Linked DNA regions of Sus scrofa: all the other regions are linked to region 4. The links are chromatin contacts, called in public HiChIP or PLAC-seq maps. All regions are on one chromosome and are shown on one strand. The core of a region is the stretch at or near the end of the contact, and the rest is flanking DNA. Distances in the headings are between cores, read along the strand shown.

Region 1 (4,723 bases), core at 466-2,965, 320 kb after region 4:
ATCCTCTTCCCTTTTTAAAGTATTGGATGTAATCTACCCTTAGGAGAGAACGACTCCTTGTGTAATGCTGTTGTAGCTGGGGGCACCTTGGAAAGGTTTGTAAAGTTAGCTTTGACTTGGAGCATGGATGCCTTAGGACTTTTCCATTTGTGCTTTACACAATCTCATTAAATACCTGCAATATATTTTTTACATAGTGTTTTATTTTGTTTTGTTGATTTTTAGGGCTGTACCCACGGCATATGGAAGTTCCCAGGCTAGGGGTCGAATCAGAGCTGTAGTCGCTGGCCTATGCCAGAGCCACAGCAACTCGGGATCCGAGCCACGTCTGCGACCTACTCACAGCTCACAGCAACGCCGGATCCTTAACCCACTGAGCGAGGCCAGGGATCAAACCTGCAACCTCATGGTTCCTAGTCGGATTTGTTAACCACTGAGCCACAACGGGGACTTATCTTATTTAGTTCTTAGCAGAACCTGGAGAGGCAAAGACTAAGATTATCTCCATTTCAGAGAAAGGAAAACCAAGGCTCAGAGAGGCTCAGTAACTGGCCTAAAGTCACACAGCTAGTGAGTGGCAGAGTTAGGATTTGAAACTAAGTCTGGCTGAGTTCAGATCTTTCTTTCTTTATTTTTCAGTCTCTTTCTCGCTTTATTAAAGTATGGTTGATTTACAATGTTGTGCCTGTTTCTGCTGTACAGCAGAGTGACTCAGTCATACATATATATACATATTTGAAAATATTATTTTCCATCATGGCCTATCCCAGGAGACTGGCTATAGTTCCTTGTGCTCTGCAGCTGATCTTTAAACTGAAATGTTACTCAGCATCTCTGGACTCCCTAAAACTGAGTGTGCTTCGGAATTGCCTCAGAGGAGGGTCTGTTAAAATGAAAAGCCTCGGAATTCCCTGGTGGCACAAGGGGTTAAGGATCTGGCATTGTCACTGCTGTGGCTTGGATTGCAGCTGTGGCAGGGGTTCCATCCCTGGCCTGGGAACTTCCGAAGGCTTTGGGTGCAGCCAAATAAATAAATAAACGAGGAGCCCATCTATGGTAGACCCCAGGAATCTGTGTTTGGACAGCCTGTTCCTCGTCTCTGCTTGTAGGTGATCTGACGCTGATGGTCTGTGGACCACATTTGGAAAAAGACCCTCAGATCTTGCTGCTGCTCTTCCTAAAACCATCGATGGTGCCCTTTTGCCCTCAGACTTGAATCCAAAGCCCTGAGCAGGTAATGTACCCTCTTTCTCTCCTCCACTCTGGTTTCTGAGTTTGTGTCATCTCTCACCCCTGTTGTAGGTGCCACACCCTCTGCCTGCAGCTCTCCCCCTCTCCTAGTCCGGTTGGTTCCTGCAGGTCCTGGATCCTAGCCTCATTGGGCAGCCTAACTTTGGACAAGGTCTTCACTCTTTTGGGGTCTCTGCTTCTCCACTGGAGCCACAAGGGTTTGAGTAGATGCTGGTCTGTGAACAGAACAGCCAGAGCAGGCTCTAACCACTAAAGGTGGCATTGGGGATGCCCCTCTTGGTTGTGGGCCAGCAGCCTGTTTTCCTGGCAGATGCTAAGCTCCAAGTCACGTAGCTGAAATGCTCCAGGGAAGTCCAGACCCAGCATCTTGGCTGCTGCTTTGGCCAAATCAGTGTTTCCCCACCTTATCTCCAACCAGCTTGCTCATAAAGTTTAGACACTTGGCCTCAAGTTGGGAAATCTGATGATTCAGAGAGAAAGCATCTTCAGCCGTCCCCTGACCCCAGAAACCTCTACTCCCCGACAGGAACACACCCTTTGCGACAGAGAAATGTACTTTCCCCAACAGCAGTTCTTCATGGAGACAGGAGGAAACCAAGGCCCAGAGAGGAAAAACAGCTTCCCTAAAACCACACATCCAGCCAGCAGTATGCCTGCATAAGGTATTTACTGAGCACCTACTGTGTGTAAGTCCTCGTGGCAGATGCTGGGAAGACAGTGGTGAACAGGACAAAGATGGAAACAGTTCTCTGGGGGATTTCAGTCTTGGCAGGAGAGGCCTGATCATATTAAAAGCTGACACAAAGCTCTTATCATGTGCTGGTCACCCTTTAAAGTGCTTTATGTGATTAACTTATTTAATCCTCATAACAGCCTAAGCAGGTGGCTACTGTCATTTTACAGTAAGGAAACAGGCACAGTAAGGTTAAGACACTTGCCTGAGCTCACACAGCTGGGGCAGGGGGCTAAATGCTGGACTTCTGAGATATCTTGCGATGAGGAGATTATTCTAGATTGTCCAGGAGGACTCTAAGTGCCACCACACATGTCATTATAAGAGGAAGGCGGGAGTTCCCCTCGTGATTCAGTGGGTCAAGAACCTGACTAATATCCATGAGGACTCGGGTTCAATCCCTGGCCTCACTCAGTGGGTTAAGGATCCAGCGTTGCACAGAAGTAGAACAAACAATCCCAAAATTTATATGGAACCATAAAAGACCCAGAACTGCCAAAGCAATCCTGAGGAACAAAAACCAAGCAGGAGGCATCACTCTCCCAGACTTCAGGCAATATTACATAGCCACAGTAATCAAGACAGAGTGGTACTGGTACCAAAACAGACATACAGACCAATGGAGCAGAATAGAGAACCCAGAAATAAACCCAGACGCCTATGGTCAATTAATTTTTGACAAAGGAGCAAGAATATAAAATGGGAAAAAGAGTCTTTTCAGCAAGTGGTGCTGGGAAAACTGGACAGTCACATGTAAATCAATGAACCTGGAAAACACCCTCACACCATAAACAAAAATAAACTCAAAATGGCTTAGACTTAAATTTAAGACAAGACACCATCAAACTCCTAGAAGAGAACATAGGCAAACATTCTCTGACATCAACTTTACAAATGTTTTCTCAGGTCAGTCTCCCAAGGCAACAGAAATAAAAGCAAAAATAAACCAACGGGACTTAATCAAACTGACAAGCTTTTGCACAGCAGAGGAAACCATTAAAAAAAAAAAAGACAACCTACAGAATGGGAAAAAATAGTTTCAAACAATGCAACTGACAAGGGCTTAATCTCCAAAATATACAAACAACTTATACACCTCAACAGTAAAAAAATCCAGCAACCCATTTGAAAAATGGTCAAAAGACCTGAATAGACATTTCTCCAAAGCAGATATACAGATGGCCAATAAGCACATGAAAAGATGCTCAACATCACTGATTATTAGAGAAATGCAAATCAAAACTCCCATGAGGTACCACCTCACACCAGTCAGAATGGCCATCATTAATAAGTCCACAAATAACAAATGCTGGAGAGGGTGTGGAGGAAAGGGAACCTTCCTACATTGTTGGTGGGAATGTAAATTGGTACAACCACTATGGAGAACAGTATGGAGGTACCTCAGAAAACTAAATATAGAACTACCATATGACCCAGCAATCCCACTCTTGGGCATATACCCAGAAAAAAATAACCTTGAAAAAGATACATGTACCTGTATGTTCATTACAGCATTATTCACAATAGCAAAGACATGGAAACAACTTAAATGTCCATCGACAGATGACTGGATTAAGACTATGTGGTATAGATACACAATGGAATACTACCCAGCCATTAAGAAAGAGAAAAAAAAAAAAAAAAAAAAAAGGAGTTCCCGTTATGGCTCAGTGGTCATCGAATCCGACTAGGAACCATGAGGTTGTGGGTTCGATCCCTGACCTTGCTCAGTGGGTTAGGGAGCTGGCGTTGCCATGAGCTGTGGTGTAGGTTGCAAACACGGCTCAGATCCCTGTGTTGCTGTAGCTGTGGCTCAGGCCGGTGGCTACAGCTCCATAGCCTGGGAACCTCCATATGCCACGGGAGCGGCCCAAGAAATGGCAAAAAGACAAAAATAGAGAGAGAGAGAAAAAGAAAGAGCAAAATAATGCCATTTGCAGCAACTTGAATGGAACTAGAGACTCTCATACTAAGTGAAGTCAGAAAGAGAAAGACAAATACCACATTGTATCACTTACATGTGGAATCTAAACTATAACACAGATAATGCTGCAAGTGCGGCCTTTAAAAAAAGACCAAAAAAAAAAAAACAAAAAACAAAAACAAAAACAACACAGAAGAACTTATCTATGAAATAGAAACAGGCTCACAGACATAGAGAATAGACTTTCGGTTGCCAAAGGGGGATGAGGGAGGGATGGATTGGGAGTTTAGAGTTAGCAGATGCAAACTACTACACATAGAGTGGATAAATAACAAGCTCCTACTGGATATTCAATATCCTAGGGTAAACCATAATGGAAAAGAATGTAAAAAAGAATGTATATGTGTATAACTGAGTCACTTTGCTGTACAGTAGAAGTTAACACAACGCCATAAATCAGCTATACTCAATACAAAATAAATTAAGAAAAGAAAAAAAGATCCAGCCTTGCCTTGAGCTGTGGTGTAGGTCACAGACAAAGCTTGGATCTGGTGTTGCAGTGCCTGTGGTGTAGGCCCACAGCTTCAGCTCCAATTCAACCTCTATCCTGGGAACCTCTGTATGCCATGAGTGGGGCCTTAAAAAGACAAAAAAAAAAAAAAAAAAAAAAAAAAAAAAAAAGAGGAAGGCAGAGGAAGAATAGATGGACACAGGGAAGACAAGGTGCCTGAAGACAGTGGCGGAGGTGGCAGTGTTGTGGCAGCGAGCAAAAGGAGTGCAGGCAGCCCCTTTGCAGCAAGGAGGAAGGAAGGCCT
Region 2 (4,255 bases), core at 948-3,447, 460 kb before region 4:
CAAACATTTTTCAGAATTAGTTTGTCACTCTGTTGGAAATTTAGATTTCAGAGAGGGTTTGTTTGGCTTGGCCCCGGTGACTTAGCCACTCACAGGCTAAAAGAGTTTAAGGCATTGTGGTTGACCAGTAGTTCCCCCACAGGAAGATTCGGGCACAGGAAGTGGGAAGGGATGTTAAACAAGCAGAAGAAAACAAGAAAGTCCACCTCAACTTCTTGAGGAGCTTAAGCTCTTGATGCTGCTGGCGGGGGGTGGGGGGGCAAGGTTCATGTCCTAACTGAAAACCCATAAAACTGTGATGTGCTTTTGCAGTGATACTCCCCTCAAAGAAGAAGAGAGAGACATCCCAGGATGAAATAGGGCAGGGGGAAGCATGCAACATCCCGGGATGATATTGGGGAGGAGTGGGTGGAGAAAGAGCAAGATACTTGTTAGCTTGACTTCAAAGATGCCTGTTATTCATTCTTTCTCTTGAGATATGGGCTCTATTGTTCTGCCCCCTTGAATCTGGACTGGCCTTGACTTTGTGTCTGTTTGACCAATAGAACAGGGTGAAAGTGCTGCTGGGCCAGTTCTAGGCTTCGTGCTTTGTGTAGCCCTGAGCCACCATGGAAGTTCAGGCTACTCCAGTGGGAGAGCCCTGAGATGCCATCTGCAATGTCCAGTTCAAATCAAGATAACGTCAAGCCCAGTAGCCATCTGTTTGCAACGGCATGAGACTCACTCAGCCGAGTCCAGTCAACCCATAAAACTGCCAATGAGAATAATAAACTGCTGTTTTTAAGCCACTAAATTTGGGGCTGGTTTGTCATGCATCACCCGATAGCTAGAACAATACATGAAAATACTATCATATAAAATTGAGATTTCTATTTTCATATTTACTAACATTTTAATAAAAATATTTTTATTATAAAAGTAACATAAGGGGTTCCCATCATGGCTCAGCGGTGTGAACTAGTGTCCAAGAGGACACAGGTTCGATCCCTGGCCTCCCTCAGTGGGTTAAGGATCCAGCATTTCCATGAACTGTGATGTAGATGGCAGGTACAGCTCGGATCCTGCATTGCTGTGGCTGTGGTGTAGGCTGGCAGCTGTAGCTCCGATTTGACTTCTAGCCTGGGAACTTCCATATGCCATGGGTGAGGCCCTAAAAAGACAATAAATAAAATAAAATAAAAGTAATATATGTGTTATCAAAAATGGAGAAAAGAAACATCTTAGTTACATCGATTTAACATCAATCACAATCACTCTTAGGATTTTAGGGTTAGGGTTTGGGTTTTTCCCCCTTTACAATATGTCATCCTTACTGTACATTGCCTTCAAGTATGTGTAACCAGCAACCCATACGAATAATGCTATAAATAGCCACTTACAGTAGATAGAATAATGGTCCCTACAAAGAAATCTATGCTCTAAACCTCAGAACCTATAAATGTGTTACTTTATGTGGCAGAAGGGACTTCGTGAGTAGGTTAATGATATTGAGATGGGGAGATTATCCTGGATTATCTCCGTGGGCCCAATGGAGCAAAAAGGGTCCTTATAAAAGGGAGGCAGGTGGGTCAAAGTCAGAGAAAACGATGTAAATAAGGAATCAGGGTCTAAGAGAGTGATCAGAAGATGCCATGCTGTTTTCTTTGAAGATGGAGGATGTGCCACGAGCCAAGAAGCTGGAAAAGGCAAGGAAACAGATTCCTGCCTGGAGACTCTGAAAGGAATGGAGATCTGCAAACGCCCTTATTTTTTTTTTTTTTTTAGCTCCATAAGACCCATCTTCTGACTTTGTAATTATAAGGCAATAACTTCGCATTACTTTCAGCCACTAGGTTTGTGATAATTTGAAACAGCAACCATAGGAAACTAACATATCACCTTATTTAGCATTTAACACACAGTATCTTATTTAATTTTCACAACAACTCTCTGAGGCAGGTTCTACTACCACCTGCATTTTAGAAATGAGGAAGCTGGTGCTCAGAAAGCCGAAGGGACTTCCTCAGGTCCCAGAGCTACTAAAAGGCAGAGTCAAGGACCCACGCTGGCCCTGCCATTTATGGTTACACATATAAATACCACTAGTATAGGATTTATTTGGACTCAGGTAAACATACAGACATTGGTCTATGCCTCTGTCATGTTGCCATTTTTTTTTCATTGTTTGTTCCTGTATTAACATCGTGACTTCTGTGGAAGTCCCCAGCAGCCATCAGAAGAAAACCACAGTTTTGAAATTGCATGAGCTTTTGACTCATTGGTCTTTATTGCTGTTGGCACTAAAGAGTCTCATTTAAAAAGTTGAAATCCCAATTCACTTTGGGGTTTGGGTGGACCAGATATAATTTTGAAGGACGCTTGTATCTTGACTGTTATGTCAATCTCCTGCTTTTGAGCCTGGTTTGAGTAACAGTTAAAGAAGCGCTATAAGACCTCTTAAATGGGCCCTAAAGGCATCTATAATCTGAAGATAGCCAAGAGTATGAGCAAATAAGATTCTTTTCTATTTAGTGGAATTTCCCCCTCTGAGGGGAAGGTTGATTGATCCATGAACTAAGCTCACACAGACTGGTGTGAAGTCCAGCATTGTCTCCAGACAGCTTTGGCATTGACCTGTTTGGACCATCTTTTGCTTATGTGTAGAAAACTGTCATTCCTCACCCCCAACACCAAACACCTGCATTTCCATAAAGTTCTCCCACTTGCTTACATGCGAGTGTGGTCCCACCCGTCCTGGATTCTCACGCCCTCTTAAACTTAAACTGTTTAAGTTCTGACCAAACTTGATTTCCCCTTGAATGTCCAACTGATAGTCCTATTGTAGAGTCTTCTGAAATAATTTTTTAAACTCTTTTTTATGAAGACTTCATCTATAGTAATGTCTATATTTAGGGTCCAGTTCTTCAGTATGAAACATCCTACTTGCACAAGACTGTCCCCAACAATGGAAAAATCCAGCCCAAAATATCCATCAGGCTGAGACTGAGAATCTGCATCTCAGCTGTGATCAAATAATTTCCTTTCATTGGTGGCCTTCTCTTCTCCCTCTCACTCCCACTCTAAAGATCTGTACTTCCATGCCTCCCACATGTGTTGTTTAGTGGTTTAGTGTCTCTTTTCCTGCTGTAACATAAACTCTAAGGGGAAAGGATTTTGTCTGTCTTGTCTCACCATATATTGGCTACTTAATAAATGTACTGAATAAATGAAAAGTGCAAATGAAATTCGTAAAGTATCTTTAAAATTTAGGGACACCAAAAAAAAATTTAAGGACACCATAAGGCTTTTCTCAACCTCAGTCTTGATAACCTCCTAAACATCATTTAGGAAAAAGTAGATGTGTGGGGTGGGGGTGGGGGGCTGGTAGACATTGTTTTTGCAGACTAAATCTGAGCTGGAATTTCAGCACTGCCAGTTAACTGCCACATTACCAAGAGCAAGTCACATTCCTCTCTGAACCCAGTTTTCTCATCTGTAAAATGGGAATTATAAAAACAAGATTAAATGTACTAATGCATGTCAGTGCCCTGCACTTTGTAAACGTTGGCTTTGCACCTTCTTCTCTGTTCCCTCTTTCTTGAGTTTCCTGACCAGCATTGGTGCCTATGATCGTCTCTTTCAGCCCATCCTGGAGGACTGCCTGAAGCTTGGTGGACAGTTTTGTACATGGTTATGGCTTCCAACCTCCAGCATCTGCATCACTGCCCAGGGCCCATGTGCTCAGTGTGTACACAGCAGGTCACAAGGGAAATGCCTGGGAATTGATAGCCCTAGGCAGTACCTTCAACCACTGGGAGATGGGTGCTGTGGATAAATGTCCCAGAGGTTCCCACTGAGATTGGGCCCCAGTTGCACATAAAGGGAACCAACTCACTGACATACCCTTTATTCTGGTCCTCCCTTCCCTACCTCATTTTCCCACTCCTTTGTTCTTCTTCTTGGGGTTGTCTCCCAAATAAACTACTTGCACCTAGGGAGTAGCAGTTGTTACTGAGTTTGTGAGCCTCAGATTTTATCATTTTCCCAGCTTCACTTGCCCAACTAATAGCTGCTAGCGTCTTCATCTTTTTGTATGAGTTTGTTTTTTTTCCTGGCTGTTGGACCTCCCTCGCAGACTGGAAGTATTGGAGAACTAGGACTCTCTCCCTTCCACCCAGATGCAGCCATCAACCTGTGCCTGGAAAGAGGTGATATATAAATACCCCAGCTCCCTGGTCCCTCGGGTAGGATAACTCTGAAACACATGTTCTACACT
Region 3 (4,530 bases), core at 906-3,405, 500 kb before region 4:
ACTCTTCAAGCCCCTGCCATCACACCCATGGTCAGAGGAGAGCAGGGGCCTACACTGCAGAACACTGGCCTGCGACCCAGGTCTGTGTGTTCAGACTCCTGGGGGTGCACAGGGCATATACAACACTTCCTAAACTTTTTGTCTTTTTTTTTTTTTTTTGCCTTTTCTAGGGCCACCCCCACGGCATATGGGGGTTCCCAGGCTAGGGGTCTAATCGGAGGTGTAGCCGCCAGCCTACACCAGAGCCACGGCAACATGGGATCCAAGCTGCGTCTGCAACCTACACCACAGCTCACCGCAACGCCGGATCCTTAACCCGCTGAGCAAGGCCAGGGATCGAACCCGCAACCTCATGGTTCCTAGTCAGATTCGTTAACCACTGTGCCACGACGGGAACTCCAACACTTCCTAAACTTAAGTCTCCTCAGCTCGAAGGAGCAGACACTCCAGGTCTAACTTCCTCACCAACAGAGTACCACTACTGCAGACACAGGGCCCTCAATAAGGATTCGCTGAGTGAGCAGGCTAAAGAGAAAGAACCAGGGGAGAGAGATGAATTTGGAATTAAGAAAACAGAGACAGCATGAGGATGGCAGTGGAAAACAAAACAATGAATACAAGAAGAAAGCACCAGTGACCCAACTAGCCTTGAGAACTCTGCTCTCTCCCTCTGACCTCCTAAACAGAACGCTCAGGGGTGATTTTCCTGTAATGAGTAATCTCCTGCTATGATACCCAAGGAATGGCTGGGTGTGAGAGAAACATTTCTTGGAAGGAGGTGCCCCTTCCCCTCTACTTCTCCTGCAGGCAGCACGATTTTCTGATGCAATACACTCCTGGAGAAGGCAACATTCCATCTGAGGTGGAATCTAGGCTCCCTCCATTCTCCCTACAAAGTAGGGGAGGAGCAGGTCAATGGCTGGAATATCAGGAAGGCTTTTACATGGGGCCCTGGAGCCAGGCTGAGGATGGACTCGACGCAGTACGAAGCACTCCGAAATCAAAACCCACGGCTCCTCGCCGCTGCAAAGAGTATTCAAGTAGGAATGGCAAGTGCTGTCTTCCTTGTTCCTTGTGCCCAGCAGAGCTTGTCAAGATGATCAGCTCCCACTTGCACTCTGAACATACTTCCAGGCTTTTGGTCCCTCAGTCCAGACCCTGGATGGTGCTGTCAGCTTTGAGATTTCATTTTCCAAGTCCAAAGTAGACTTGGATCTGGCTCTTCGGACCTGTGCGTTTATTAATTTTTTAAAAAAGTATTTGTTATGATGCTTGGATTTACTTCAAAATAAATTAGAGCTAGGAGGGGTTAATGGGCAGGGGGTACAGAGGAAAGAAGATGAGCCAGGAGTTTCTAATTACTGAAACTGGGTGATGATACAGAGGGGTTCATTATACTAATCTATTTCTATATGTTTGAAAGTTTTCATAAAGGAGTCTTGCGACTCAATTTTTTTAAGGGGGAGAAATGATATAAATGGATATATGTTTTTGAGAGATTACACTGGCTTTATGATCCTGGGAAGATGGTGGCAGTGGCAGCACAGTTTCTCCCTCTCCCTAAGATCCCCTGTAAAAATAAACAGGGCAACAGGATAGCAACACCAACAGACAACCCCTCAGACATTAGAACAAAACCACGCACGAGGCTGTGTTGTGATTCTTAAAGTTCAAGTAAGCAGGGGACACACCAGTTATTAAGACCTATGTGGTATTAGCATTTGAGAGGAAGGAAAATCAAAACAACTGGGCATTCTGATGGCTGGGATCAGGAGAAGCCCAAATCACCATCAGGTCTCACTGGAAAGTGTGACAGGCCAACCTGTTAGCAGCCAAACAGGGAGCAGATTCCACAGGCTTCAGTTCCCAGGCATTGCCAGGCTCCCCTCACCAAGGTGCTGGGACAGCCTAGGCCCTACAGACTCTCAAAACTAGGACCTTCTAGGATAATGCCTGCCCTGAGAAGGTTCTGGGAGTAGTACAAACTGAGCAAGATATGGACAAAAGGGGCAAAGCAAAGAGAAGGCTGAGATAACAGGCAAAAATGAGAGGAACTGGGGAAGCAGATCTAGGAAAGCATAAGGTGGTTTTAAAAATCACTTCACAGAGTCAACTGAAGAGGGAGCCTGAGAGCTCTGGGTTAGAATGTCTGACTCACTCCTTCCTTCCTAAAACTACAGGGAAACCACTCAGTTTAAAATGATCAGCAGACAAGGAACAGTTGAGTTCTACACAGCATTAATATATAAAAGAGAAGGAACAAACAACATCCCTACAGAAAACAAAAGTAAGCTAGAAAGAGGCCTACAAAAGATGAAACTAAGCTAAAAGAAATTAAGAAAATGGTAGAAGCTATGGAAGAACAATATAAATGAGAATGAAAACTCAATAAACAAGGCAACTGGAAAAATGAATGATATGAAAAGAGAAGTGAAAGAAATCAGGAAAGAATTCAAAAGAAAAGACGAAAATATTTTCTGAAATGAAGACAAAAGAAGGAGAACCACAAGAGCAAATAGACACATTTAATGCCTTAAAAGAAACAGATTAAGGAGGAGCTTAAAATTTTTTTCACAAAGAAATAACCAAACAGAAGCATGTCCCTTGTACTATTACAATTGTTCTGTAAGTTTGAAATTAAATTTTTTTAAACCTGAAATTATATTTAATAATTTTCCATTTATTTTTGAAGTAAATTTAGAAAGATTTTGACATTTTTGAGAGGAAGTGAAAGAAACAGATGATAGGCAGAAAAGATCAAACATACCCACAACAGGCTGAGTCCCTGAGAAGGAAATCAAAGCCATATAACAAAAGAAATACTGAAAACTCAAATTTAAGACTCTCCTGAAGTTAAAAAAAAAAAAAAAGACTGCAACTATACACTGAAAGAACACACTGATCTTGACCCAAAATGGCTAACACCAAGACATGGTTTAATAAGTGAGTACACTTTGAAATAAAAGATTAAAAAAAAATCCTTTGGGAATCTAGTATAAAGATAAGTCATTTTCAAGGGCAAAACATTAGACCATCAAACATCCACAGCAATGCTTTATACCACAATGGAATAATCTATTTAAATTACTTAAGTAAATAAAACATGATCCAAAGACTTTTATATACCGATGGCCTTCAAATATAAAGGCTGCAGACAAACTGTTATGAAAATACTCTAACTCATGGAATATTGTTTCTATAAACCATTCCCGAGGAATATAGCAGAGAATGAGCATCAGGCAACCAAAGTGACTAGAGATTTAGCGATCGAGTGATAGTGAGCGTTACTGCTTCCTAGTAGATGTAAGATAACAGGATGGCTGTGAGGGAGACCGCGTACTACATAATGTAACTACCAAAGGGAGTGGAAGGCAGAGTGGGAGAGGTTGCTTTTTTTTTTTTTTTTTTTTTTTCTTTTTAGGGCCACACCCATGGCATACGGAGGCTCCCAGGCTAGGGGCTGAGCTGCAGCTGCCAGCCTACACCACAGCCACAGTACTGCGGGATCCGAGCCTCATCTGTGGGCCTACACCACAACTCACACACGGCAATGCCGGATCCTTAACCTGCTTCCTCACGGATCCTAGTCGGGTTTGTTAACCCGCTGAGCCACGAAGGGAACTTCTGGGGAAAGTTTTTGAAAAGGAGAATAATCCTGCTAATATCAGTTTTATGGATCTCAACTGAGACTCCTCAAGTATCAACTGAGAAATCAGATGCTGAGGGAGAGGGAAGGGAAGGAGGCTAGATGATGACGTCAATACTGCTCACAGAAAGGAATCGCAGTAATAACCAAAAACTGAGGGTACTAAGGCTACGTAATAAAGACATTAGTAAATCTTTGAATCATTAGAAAATATAGACATTCCTAAGCATAGAAAGAACTTAATCATTATAAAATTCCTCCTCTAAAATTATAGAAATAATATATGTCCAGTGCATACAATACCAAGACGTAATGAGAAAATTTAACCAATGTAAACAGTCTAGAGTGTCTACTCCTCCAAACATGCGAAATAATGAATTCTTAAATAACAAATTCATTATTTATGAATTATTACTACTTATTTTTATGTAGAAATGCTCACACCTATATTACTCTATAATATAATCTTGTTATCAGCCTCTAACCTACCTTCATTTACTCATATAATTTATTTTAACTGTGTTTTCTAGGTGTATCAATCACATTGGCAAAAAGAACAAATCTGTCTCTCCCAAGTGTTTAGCAATAACTTAATTTTCTTATTACTTTATCTAGAAACTCCAAAATAATGTTCAATAAAAGCTGGATTAAGTTAAAAATGACTTTAGCATTATAACAGCTAGGTTTGAGAAACAGGTTCTCTTGTTGAAGTAGCTTCCATCTATTCTTATGCTATTAAATTTTAATTATTGGGAGTTCCCTTCGTGGCACAGCGGAAACAAATCCGAATAGTATACATGAGGATGAGGGTTTGATTCCTGCCTCGCTCAGTGGGTTGGGGATCCGGCATTGCCACTGCCATTGCCATGAGCTGTGGTGTAGGT
Region 4 (4,455 bases), core at 196-2,695:
GCTACGACGGGAACTCCTAGAATACAATTTTTTGCTGTTACAAACAAGGTGGCAATTTCAGTGACTCTCTTGTATTGCACACATAATTGCACCCAAAAATTATGTTACAAAAAGTGTTAGCAAATGCCCTCTAACGAGGTTAAAGTAAATCATTCTTCCACCAACAGGGAGATGGGGGACTTTTCTCAAAACCTGGTGGAAGTACGGTATTGTCAAATTTTGTCTTTTTTTTTTTTTTTGGTCTCTCGTCTTTTTAGGGCTGCACCTGAGGCATATGGAGGTTCCCAGGCTAGGGGTTGAATTGGAACTGCAGCTGCTCAGGCCTCATCTGTGACCTACACCATAGCTCACGGCAACACCAGCTCTGGATCCTTAACCCACTGAGCGAGGCTGGGGATGGAAGAACCCGAAGAACTGTGTCCTCGTGGATCCTAGTCTCAGTTCGTTAACCCCTGAGCCATAATGGGAACTCCTCAAATTTTATCTTTTCCCATCTGATAAGGGAAAGTGAGAGCTTCTAGTTACAATCTGCATTTACATGCTTGGGTGGAGCAATTTTCCATACTCCAAAGCCGTTTATTTTTTCTCTGTGTCCCGAATGAGCCCTGTGTGTCCTTTGGTCACTGAGTTGATGAACTTCCTAATCACTAAAAACTGTATGTTAGGCTAACTGCCCCCTCGATTAGATCATCATTCGGTGAGTGGATCAATCAGCGTTAATCTCAAACAGGAAGAAGACATTGTCCATGGAAAGTTCAATGAACAAAACCAGGCTCAACCTCCTTCCTTATCCTTGATTTAAAAAATAAAACCTCTTGAGTGTCTCTCACCTGCCTGAACACACACAGTGATTCAACCTTGGGCCTGACTCAGAAGGCCCTCTGTGAAGGAATCAAAGTCATCATCCTAGGACACAAAAGGCTTTCAAGGGAAGTTGGGTGTGGCCCAGGGCTGAGAGCTCCAAGAAAAGCTAGATAAATCCTTTTTATTCCAATCTGCTGAGCACCTGCTGTGTGCAAGTCTCTGTGCAGGAGGCTCACCTACATAGGTGTCCCTTTAGCATCCCCAAGTGGTATTGGACACTCCTGCACTGGAGCCAAGGTCCACGTGGGGACCAGTTAATACCTTATAGTGCAGTCAGATTAGCCCCCTGTCAAAAAGGAGAAAGTTCTATAGGTAATGGGTGTGGAATCAGATGGAGTGGAGTTCTCATGTGGCACAGCTGGTTAAGGACCTGGCATTGTCACCGCAGCAGCTGGGATCACTGCTGTGCCAGTTCAGTCCTGGGCCCCAGAACTTCCACATGGCACAGGAGTGGCCAAAAAAAAAAAAAAAGAGAGAGAGTGCAAGAGAGAGACATCAAGTGGTAAACAGCAAGGCCCAGAATAGCACACACAATATGATAATAGTTTGCGCATAAAGAGGAAGCGATGTGTGGGTATTTCTTAGAAACAACCCTTGGAGGGAGAACTAGAAACTAGTCCGGGGTGGGGGAGGGTTGTCTCTGAGGAGGGGACCTGGGTGGCAGCCTGGCAGGAGGAGGAAGGATCTTTTACGACACGCATTTCCTGTGTCTTAAAAATCATTTTTAAACACTTGCAACTATTAATGTCATTACTTTTTTTCTTTTTTTCAGCCAGCCCGTGGCAGATGGAGTTCCCTGGCTAGGGATCAGATCTGAGCCACGATTGCAGCAACTCCAGGTCCTTAAGCCACTGTGCAGCACCGGGGATCCAGAGACCCAGAGACCCCACCTATTGCTTTGCACCACAGCAGGAACTCCATTTACTTTTTTTTCCAGCTCATCAGCAGGTGGAAGTTTCTAAGCCAGGGATTGAAACTGCACTACAGCAGTGAAGTGACCTGAGCCACAGCAGGGACGATGTCAGATCCTTAACCTGCCTGGTCACCAGGGTATGAATCAGTTATTTCACAGGCATGTGTCACTATTTCAAATACTTTGTCATGAAAAAACCCCAGCCACAAAATCCAGGCAAATATTGACTGCCAGCCGCTGTGATCTCGTTTCTTTATCTAGTGAATATGGGTAATAAGTAGGGGACAACTGTCCTGGTTTGCCCAGGACTGAGGGTTTCTGGAACAATCCCAGGCAACCGGGAAGAGGGGATTGCCCTGGTTAAATGGCAGGTATCGAGGCCTTGAGGGTGGATGTGTCAGGGCTGAGTGGGGCCCTGAAGCTAGACCTCTCCACACCTGCTGAGCCAACATCTCACCCGGAGAGCCACTGATGCTCCAGACCTGACGCAGGCCCTAGCGATCTTGCTACCATGCCGAGCACGGCTTGCCAGCTAATCTCCACGCATTTGCCAAAGGGGCTCACATCCATTATCTCACAGACTATCTCGCACACTAATTTGCCCTGGCAGCCTCGCCCCTCAGACTGCACTGATATCACCTGTTATCTCCACTTCCTGGCAGAAGGAGGAACCTGTTTCCAGGAAAAGCCCCAGGGCCTCTTCGCTCCCCACCTGCACCCATCTTTCACACCTGGAGACCTCTGTGCATCTCTGGACCACTAGGTGTGGGTGATGTTGCCGAAGAGGGGAACGTGAGAACAAATGATTTCCTTAGGTCGAAATAACATCCAAACCCTGCTCTTGGCTCACCTCGCCCGGCGGGCTCTTCTCCTCCACTCTCCCCGCATTCATCTGCTTCAGACTCATCGGGCCCTCTTGCCTCCTCTTCACACAGGTTCTTTTCCACAGCAGGGCCTTTGCACTTGTGGTTCTCCCCCAGATCTTCCCAGAGCTGCTCTCAGGTCACTCATCACCTCTGAGATGCTCAAGTCGTCACCCTCTCACTGCTGCCACAGTGGCTATGTGACCCCCCGCAGCAAGCCCTGAGTGGTAAGCAAGGGTATTAACCCCTTTTACCAGTAAGAAAACTGAGGCTCAGAGAAGTGACAGGCTATTATGCCCGAGTCACAGTAACCCAGTGATGGAAAGCCCCTGGTCTAGTGTCTAGCGGGCCAGGATCTTATAATGAACCGGCCGGGTCACAAACAAGCCCCGGCACCCGGAGCTCACAGGGGAGGAAGAGCGGTACTGGGCTCCCCACCAACCCAGAGGGGCCCAGGTGAGTCAGAAGGGTGAGACTGACTGACTTCAGGCTGAGGTCACAGGATGGGCAGGTGTGAGAGGAAGTGAGCAGACATTCTGGGCAGCAGTGACCACTGGCCACCGTGATTAGAGAGCCCGGGGCAGATGAGTGTTCCAGGGTGTGAAAGCAGTTCAGGTGGCAGAGGCTTCAGGACGGAGAGAGCCCTAGGCCCCTTAGAATTTCTGAGATTGCCAGTCTTTTTTGGCTGTGCCTGTGGAATGTGGAAGTTCCCAGGCCAGGGATTGAACTCATGGCACAGTGACAATGTCAGATACTTACCCCGCTGTGCCACAAGGAAACGCCTTGCCTTTTTTTTTTTTTTTTTTTGCTTTTTAGGGCCACACCCACAGCATATGGAGGGTCCCAGGCTAGGGGTCCAACTGGAGCTACAGCTGCCGGCCTCCGCCACAGCCACAGTAATGCCAGATCCAAGTCGTGTCTGTGACCTACACCACAGCTCATGGAAATGCCAGGTCCTTAACTCACTAACGAGACCACGGATCAAACCCGAATCCTCATGCATACTAGTCAGATTGTTTCTGCTGCACCACAACAGGAATTCCTCTTTTTTTTTCCGCTGGCCACACTCTTGGCATATGGAAGTTTCAGGATCGTATCTGAGACCTACACTGAAGCTGTGGCAATGCCAGATCCTTAACCCACCGCAACAGCCAGGGGTCAATCCCTCACCCCGGCAGTGACTTCAAGCCACTGCAGTCAGATTCTGAACCCACTGCACCACAGCAGGAACTCCTGCTGCTCTTTTTTAAAATTAGAAATGTTCAAATGGAGTTTAGAAAACTGTGGTTTGGTTTTAATATTTTTATTGACTACATGAACACTTCTAAGACATATACACGGGAGTTCCCATCGTGGCGCAGTGGTTAACGAATCCGACTAGGAACCATGAGGTTGCGGGTTCGGTCCCTGCCCTTGCTCAGTGGGTTAAGGATCCGGCGTTGCCGTGAGCTGTGGTGTAGGTTGCAGACGCGGCTCGGATCCCGAGTTGCTGTGGCTCTGGCGTAGGCCAGTGGCTACAGCTCCGATTCAACCCTAGCCTGGGAACCTCCATATGCCGCGGGAGCGGCCCAAGAAATAGCAACAACAACAACAACAACAAAAGACAAAAAAAAAAAAAAAAAAAAAAAAAGACATATACACGAATGACCGCAGAGTACAAAGCTGAGGTTCCAACCTAGCCCCACCACCTGTGGTTCTGTGACCCTGGATAGGCCTCTTCCCTTGAACTACAGCTGCCACCTAGGTCAGGAGCTAGAACCTGGATGAGCCACCTCAGAAGCCCTCCTCCCAGAAATGAGCACACACACCCCTGCT

Evidence for each region. HiChIP or PLAC-seq counts read pairs in DNA pulled down with a chosen protein or histone mark.
Region 1: a contact with region 4 is called in an H3K27ac HiChIP or PLAC-seq map of alveolar macrophages. The contact joins two enhancer-like sites. A contact is called at or near these places in 1 of 5 promoter capture datasets (fetal liver) and 1 of 2 datasets of contacts at active chromatin or transcription factors (alveolar macrophages).
Region 2: a contact with region 4 is called in an H3K27ac HiChIP or PLAC-seq map of alveolar macrophages. The contact joins two enhancer-like sites. A contact is called at or near these places in 1 of 5 promoter capture datasets (liver), 3 of 47 Hi-C or Micro-C datasets (epiblast stem cells, liver and skeletal muscle) and 1 of 2 datasets of contacts at active chromatin or transcription factors (alveolar macrophages).
Region 3: a contact with region 4 is called in an H3K27ac HiChIP or PLAC-seq map of alveolar macrophages. The contact joins two enhancer-like sites. A contact is called at or near these places in 1 of 47 Hi-C or Micro-C datasets (embryonic fibroblasts) and 1 of 2 datasets of contacts at active chromatin or transcription factors (alveolar macrophages).

The regions. Positions count from the first base shown.
Region 1 is chr17:51,216,118-51,220,840 of Sscrofa11.1, reverse strand. It overlaps the pseudogene LOC110257424. Among named protein-coding and RNA genes, the nearest start is that of PTGIS, 18 kb to the right of the region's middle. Within about 2 kb of position 1,715, at least 8 of the 83 cell types and tissues checked have an H3K27ac peak or open chromatin away from gene starts, as enhancers often do. A contact at or near this core is called in alveolar macrophages, where this site is marked.
Region 2 is chr17:51,998,208-52,002,462 of Sscrofa11.1, reverse strand. No RefSeq gene overlaps it. Among named protein-coding and RNA genes, the nearest start is that of PTPN1, 17 kb to the left of the region's middle. Within about 2 kb of position 2,197, at least 1 of the 83 cell types and tissues checked has an H3K27ac peak or open chromatin away from gene starts, as enhancers often do. A contact at or near this core is called in alveolar macrophages, where this site is marked.
Region 3 is chr17:52,041,741-52,046,270 of Sscrofa11.1, reverse strand. The region is part of intron 1 of PTPN1 (protein tyrosine phosphatase, non-receptor type 1); the gene reads right to left. Among named protein-coding and RNA genes, the nearest start is that of PTPN1, 27 kb to the right of the region's middle. Within about 2 kb of position 2,155, at least 13 of the 83 cell types and tissues checked have an H3K27ac peak or open chromatin away from gene starts, as enhancers often do. A contact at or near this core is called in alveolar macrophages, where this site is marked.
Region 4 is chr17:51,537,006-51,541,460 of Sscrofa11.1, reverse strand. No RefSeq gene overlaps it. Among named protein-coding and RNA genes, the nearest start is that of SNAI1, 7.2 kb to the left of the region's middle. Within about 2 kb of position 1,445, at least 14 of the 83 cell types and tissues checked have an H3K27ac peak or open chromatin away from gene starts, as enhancers often do. A contact at or near this core is called in alveolar macrophages, where this site is marked.